2 separate regions of the Capsicum annuum genome follow, and region 1 is linked to region 2. The links are chromatin contacts, called in public Hi-C maps. All regions are on one chromosome and are shown on one strand. The core of a region is the stretch at or near the end of the contact, and the rest is flanking DNA. Distances in the headings are between cores, read along the strand shown. Region 1 holds the start of LOC107856097 (transcription factor bHLH153). Region 2 holds the start of LOC107847613 (pentatricopeptide repeat-containing protein At5g43790).

Evidence for each region. A called contact is a pair of places that touch in the nucleus more often than the background predicts.
Region 1: a Hi-C map of bud shows a contact between it and region 2, with 3 times the contacts expected there. The contact joins the promoter of LOC107856097 here to the promoter of LOC107847613 in region 2. A contact is called at or near these places in 2 of 5 Hi-C or Micro-C datasets (bud and placenta).

The regions. Positions count from the first base shown.
Region 1 is chr1:219,054,433-219,058,156 of UCD10Xv1.1, reverse strand. LOC107856097 (transcription factor bHLH153) reads right to left here and starts at 2,350. Exons shown (of 6, transcript XM_047408960.1): 1 at 2,064-2,350.
Region 2 is chr1:218,447,107-218,450,818 of UCD10Xv1.1, reverse strand. LOC107847613 (pentatricopeptide repeat-containing protein At5g43790) reads left to right here and starts at 1,709. Exons shown (of 2, transcript XM_047408957.1): 1 at 1,709-1,819.

The DNA of each region.
Region 1 (3,724 bases), core at 1,101-3,600, 610 kb before region 2:
ATATAAAATACACACCACAAAACCATATTCTCAACATCTATCTTTTCTTATTTCCTCTGGTATCCTTTAGGAGTACATTGTTAGAGGACTTCATTAAGTGTATATGCAGCCAATCCAGTCAAAATTTTGGAGCAACACTTCGAAAAGGAACCACACCTGTTCAGCATACAAAATTTCTAAATGCACCACTTTTTGATATAAATGGCTTTGATTGTTCAGGGAACTGTCATGGAACAAAAGCACATAAATTTCAAAGAGAACACAAGTAAATCCGCTTGCTTCATCCCTCAAAAAAACTTATGCAAATCCAAAATTTATAATTATATTGCTGTAAGACATGTAATTCTAAATCCATTGACTGTTCTAGTTCAAGATATCTAACATATGTCTAGAGCAGTACAAAAATTACAGAAATTTGATATCCCACAAGCATAATCACAATTAAATGATAGGCGCCAAGATTACAAATGTGTTGCAACAACAGCAATAATATAGAGAATAGCATAAATGTAAACCTTACCCCTGCCTTTGTAGGATAGAGAGATCGTTTCCAACAAATTCAGCTCAAAAGAGGTGTTTTCGAAGCAAGAGTGGTAGTAAAATATGACAGCAAAACAGCAAGAGACAACGCAAAAGAAAACTTTTGAATACGTTCGTAGTTGTTAAACTTAAACCATCACCTTCTTATATTATATATATTACATAAACTATGTTAGAATAAAGAATACATACGTTGTTCTTATTTTATAAAACAAACCAAGAATGTAACAAGAAAAGAATTAAAAAAATGCAATCATCAATAACAGAATCTATGCCTACATAATTACGCTTATAATTTTTAATGCAATATCATTCCTTGAACCTTGGCTCCACATTCGCAACTACCAATAATAAGCTCAATTAGTCTGAGTAACCTCAACGACGATGACGATAACAACAACATACCCAATGTAGTACTACAAAGTATGGTCTGGGGAGGGCAGAGCGTACACAAACCTTACCTCTACCTCATAGGTGACTTAAAGAGATTGTTTTCAATAGAGACAAAAATAATTTAAAAAATACGTAAAACGTAGAAAAGAATAAAACACTAGTTGGACAACTTCAACAGATTATCATTATTAATACATCAATCAATGGCTTTTTTTAATGTATGAATAAACTTTATATAGTGTGAATAGGGGTTAGAAACAACTTAATTCAAAGAAACCAACTTTAGTGGGGCCAACATCAAAAATTACTAGTATAATACTACTATCATTCATTAAGCATGAAAGCAGCCATTTGCGTACACAAATCTTTTTTCCACAATTTCAGCCTTATCTCATGCTAATTAAGCGTATTCAAACGATACAAACAACTTATAAAACGTCAAAAAATCATCTCAACACTTCAAATAAATTGATTAAACAGAACCAGTCAAATTGAAAAAATAAAATAAATTATTGTAAAACCAAAGAAAATCATCAACTTCATAACTTACAAGAAGAAAAATCTAAAAGCATTTATGGCTTTCAGCTTCGTTTTATATAAAGGTGTTTTACGGGAAATTTAATTTAGTTTAAAAAGACTTTTAACTTGATTAATTTTTTTATCCGATTTAACATGATTATTAGTACATATCATTTCTTAAAGTCCGACATAGAAATTTTCAAATTAAAGTGTTTTCAATATAGAATCTAAAGTGGTCAATGAGCAAATGGAAAATCACAACGTCTCAAGTAAATTTTCGACTTACCTGATACCCATATTATATACCCAGTAAAATTAATAAAAGAGTGCCCTACCTACACGACAACAGTTCTTAAAAAAAAATTAATATAGCACCAAAGTGGTCAATAAACAGATTAAACATCACGAGGTCTCGTATTAGATTTTTAGCGGTAAAAATTATTATTTGTTTAAGTGAATAAAATTACCCATATTATGCCACGTAAAATTAGTCAAAAGTACGTGCAACCTAGTCAGCAACGGTTCATCAAAAGGAAAAAAGTTTTTAACATAAAGCTTTTAATTACTACAAGGTAAAAAAGGTGATATAAAACAGAAACAAAAACGAATACCTTGATTTCGAACTCTACATGAAAACAACCACCTGAACACAATTCAAAATACTCAAAATCCACCTCCAGAAAGGAAAAAACAGAATTTTCCCGCAAAATGATTTCGCCGAAAAATGAAAGAACAGCTCTGTACACTAAAAATTCCCCTATGTGCAGGGTCAAAAGAAAAAGGTTCGACCACAAGAGAAGATATTGATGATTGAGAGAAAAAATAGTTAGAAAATGAAAGGACAAAGAGAGGAAGTGAAAAGAAGTGTGGAAGGTGGGAAGGGTTTTTGAAACTCATTTTATAGTATGTGATTTTTGCAGTGTCATTTTTCAAAGAAATAAAAAAAACAGAAAGAAAAATAAGATTTATTTATTTGACAGCTAATATCCAACCATATAAAGAGGAAAAAGGCGGAAGGGAGTAGTTAAATTAAAATCTACATGATGTCATTTCTGTTTTTTTCTTTTATATAAATAATATAAATGAAAATGACTTGTGATGTGAAAAGCATATTTACTGTTACTTCAGTATTTTTGAACTGTTATTTACTTCTTTCCTGAAAACTCTATACTCCCTCCGTTTAAAATAGAACGAACTATGTTTATTTTTAGTCCATTTTAAAAAGAGTGATCTTTTCGTTTTTTTTGATAATATTTTAATTTTAATTTTTTATATGGTATATTTAAGACCACAAGATTAAAGAACATTTTGATACATTTGACATAACTTTAATTTAAGGCTACAAGATTCAAAAGTTTTCTTTAATTTCTTAAACTTTAAACTTGTATCAAGTCAAAATAGATCATTCTATCCATTCCTAGTTATCTGATTGTCTTGCTCACCTTCTCTAATAAACTATTCAATTCTAAAAAATTAAAAATAATATTAGTAGTTCATTTCTAATTAAGTTTTATTTTCTTTTAAGTTGATGTTGATTATTATATTTAAACTGAAGCACATATTAGAAAGATAATAATCAAAATATTTTTAAAAATCCAAATATGCACTTATTCAGAAACAAAATCACAACTCAGAAAAAGTAACAATGGGAGTAGTTTTTTGTTTAATCCTTTGGATTACGAAATATTATTATTATGAGTACAGAATTTTATTACTTTCCCCAACTCATTTAAGCAGGCATTTAGATATTAAAAATAAAAGTATATTTATTTTATTTGAAAATTTTGAAATTAGAATTGGAGTTGTGTTTGACCACAAATTTGAAGTTAATATTTAGATTCAAGTATTTTTCTAAAAGAAAATTTAAAAATATTAAACATACAATATAATTCAAATGGGGTTATTTTATGAAAATAAAAAAGTTTAAATTTGTTTAAAGAAAAAAAAGTAAAGGCAAAATGACCTTCTAGACCCATATATTATGTCGGTTTTATAAGTTGAACACGTCTACTTACATGTTTGTCATATGGACCCTTGAACCATTCAAAAGGAAACATTTTGCACCCTTTGACCGTTGACCTTGCCTATGTGGCAAGGTCATGCTGACTAGGACAAGGAAAGTGTACCCACTCGTCTGGGGGTGCGAGTGAGGGTCATTTTTTTGTCAATTTAACATTAGAATAAATTTTATATATATATATATGTATATATATATATAATTTTAAAAAAGGGATCTTTTTTTTTCTCCATGTTTTTAAATTTGAAAATATTT
Region 2 (3,712 bases), core at 460-2,959:
CAAATTTGAAATATTAGCTTCATATATGGAAGAAGTCAAGCGAGATTTAATGAGAAATCTTGATTAAGGATGTCCTTCAAATATGTCCATATCATCCGCAGGTCATACCACGGAGAATGAAGAAAAATGCTTAGCTGGGGAATCTCAAAGCATCCGAAGTGATGAAGAACTAGATCCAGATGAATACTTGAAGAAGTTCGAGGATATACTGGAAGAATCCTTTTCATCTGCAAAAGGTAAAGGGAAAAAATGAATTAATGAAAGACCCCACCACTATTGGTATTATTGGGGAGACGGCTATGAAGACAAATAGCTTTTTGAAAAGCAAACAGTAAAGGCCACTAACTTTCTGAAAAAGTAAAGGTCATTTCTAAATAGTAAAGGCCAACTGTGAATAGTAAAGGTCATTTATTACTTTGTCTTTTTTAGAGCATCCGCTATATAAGGAGCTCATTTTCATTTTGTAAAAAAAGGTTTTAGAACCACCTCTCTCTCTATTACTCTCTCAACCACTCTCTTGTAATATATTCTGAGTTTGAAATAAAATCTTTCAGTTCTGAGCACATCCATCCGTAGTCAGGTATAATTTAAATTTATAATTTAAATTTAAATTTCTTTACTTGTTCTTAGCCTAACGATAGGCTAAATACTTAGTGTTGAACTATAGAAGTCTATGCTACTAGTATGATATGGCATACATCATTCAAATAAGAACCAAATCATTCAAATGATATTAAGATCGCAATACATAGACTTACAGTAATAATTTTGATTCAGGCATCATGCCGGAGGTCTAATTGAAAGGTATGTTAGTCAGGTGGGTATTAAAGGTTGTGTTTTGGACCCGTTATGAATCAAAACTATTCCTATGAATTTATGTTTTGCTTGTAAATGTTCCTGTAATATCATTTGAAGCGATTCGGTCCTTACTTAGTATCAGAGCCAAAAATGCTACTTTTCCAAACAAAGATAAGATTCTTGGGTCATAATATTGACCAAGGAAAAATAATTCCTATCAATAGAAATATTGAATTTGCTTCTAAATTCTCAGATGTTATAACAGATAAAACTCAATTGCAGAGATTTCTGAGAAGTCTGAATTATATATCTCTTTTCATAAAGGATTTAACAAAAAATATGCTGCCAATAATAATAATAATAATAATAATAATAATAACAAGAATAATAACAATAAGAATAACAATAATAACAACAGCAATAACAATAACAATAACAATAACAACAACAACAATAACAATAACAACAACAACAACAACAACAATATTATTATTATTATTATTATTATTAATAATAATAATAATAATAATAATACAATCCAAACGAAGCATGAACAGCCACTCCTACACGTGAACACAGAACTCGAAACTCCAATATCCTTTATCCAACACTTGCTAACACCGCAACCTGAGGACACCATTGCCACCTTTGCACTCACTAGCAACAGGTATAATTCATATTCTTCGATCTCAATTTATATAATTATATTTAATTTGCTATAAAATTTATGAAAAAATATTTTTAAAATATTTTATTTAAAATTTTAATTTTAAAATAATTAAATTATCAGGTGTGGCACATCACATATAAATTATAGGTACATTAATTTTTATAAAATATGAAATAAAAGGATATAATTTATTTATTTTAGATATTAAAAATAGCTTAATAATTTATTTATTTTGGCGTTGACTAAGAAAGTGCCATATAAATAGGGATTGAGGGAGTATTTTCTTTTTCTTTTCTATCCTTCTTACCCTGTGAATTAAATGCAAAATTGTTGTGTTAATGCTGAAAACTTGTGAGTATCTACTGTTGATGATTTCTCTTTGCCTAGTGAACTATGATAAATTGGGAGGATCGGAACTTTATGTTTTCCGTGGGAACAGCAGTTGATACATAGTGCCCACCACGTGTTTGATAATTTGCCACTTTGATATTTACACCTATTTGACGAAGTCTTAGTAGCTAAAAGGCGTATTGGTGGTTTCTTAGGATTAATATTGAGGTGTTACATATGTTTTAGCTGTAGGTTGAGCTAAATGTCAGCATCACACGATTGTGACGTTGCGCTCATGTGTTGTCCTATATTCAGTTGGAAACTTTTGCTGAAAAAAATCTATGGTGTTAAGCATGACTTTGTTTCAATAATACACTTGGATTTGTGAGTGAAATAATGTGCTTCTCATTAGGATCATTTCATGCACTTGGATGCTTAGATCCTACTATTCTTGCCTTGTCGGAGTACTATTTTTGCCCTAGTCATCCCGTTTTGAGCCTTTTATACCTTTTTGTTGGCATCCAAGTACTAAGCCGTGCACCTTTTGATATTTATTATCTTTTCCAAGTTTGAAGAAGAAGAAGAAAATAGAAGTATGCTTGAAATAAGAAAGAGTTGGGTTGATTGGGCATTGGAAGATAATGGAAAGTTGGGTACTTCATGGAAAATAAAGGAAGGAAAGAAGGTCTAGCTAGCTCAAGTATTTGTGATGGTTAAGGAAATTTGAGTCACTTTTATCCATATTTATCCTACGATGCCTGAATCCTATGATGCCTGAAGCCTATTTTACAACCCCATTTAAGTCTTTGATCTCAAACCAAGCGCTCTACATTAGTGGGGAAATACAAGACGGGCAAGCCTATGGTACCATACTTGTTTGCCTAAACCGCGATGACATCTAACCAAATCCATTAGGTGAACCCACTTCCCTTGTCCCAAAAAGAACAATTACTGATTTTAGCATAGAGCTGATACTGTAAAATTGTATCAAAACCTGTCTTGGGGCTGTGTAAATGCTCATCTAATACCTCCTGTAGGTTAGTACATTATTAAAGAAAAATACTACACACATTTACGTGAAGTAAGGCTTGAAGATAGTGTTCATTGAGCTTTGAAACGTGGCATCCACCAAAAACATGTAATGCCCTCCATGAGTTTTGAAAGCTTTTTGGAGATAACCTTAGTTTCCATTCTCAGTTGATGGAACCTTAGTTTCTATTCTCAGTTGATGGCTACCTTCTTCCCTAATCCACCTTAGAAATTATCTTGACGCACTCAATTTATCTAGTAAGTCCTCGATGAATGGTATGGAAAACTTATGCTCCACTGTGCATCTGTTTGAGTCCTTGTGGTCCACATACACACACCAATAATCCTTTATCAAAACAAAGAGAAAACGCCAATAACCAACTTTCTTTCCAACCAAAACAAACAGATGATGTGCAAAGGGCAGCTACTTGGTTGTACTATTCCCTGCTCCAATATGACTTGCCCAGTTGGTACCAACGAGTCAATTACCAAATATAAAGGTATCAGCTCAGGAACTATACTGGGTATGTTGGTGGTGGTGGTGATGGCGGTGATGTCTGGGACAACTCACTCACATCGCTACTAATCCTCCAGGTACATGCTCCGTCTCAGCAGCATAGGTGCAACATAACTTTGTCCACCAAGGCTAACATTTTCTTATTCAGCTGGGATTTGAACCTTTAGTCTATCTAACTCCATCCCAATTTCATTGACTACAAGGTCACATCCTTGACAGCGGTTATTGGGATAATTTGTAGCAACATGTAACTAAGTTGATTAAAAAAGGAAGGAATCCTAAAACCTGGCCTTACCAAATAAAAAAAGGAATTGCCCATATTACCCTGGTGTGTAATTTTTGTTTACCTATGTGCTAAATATTTATAT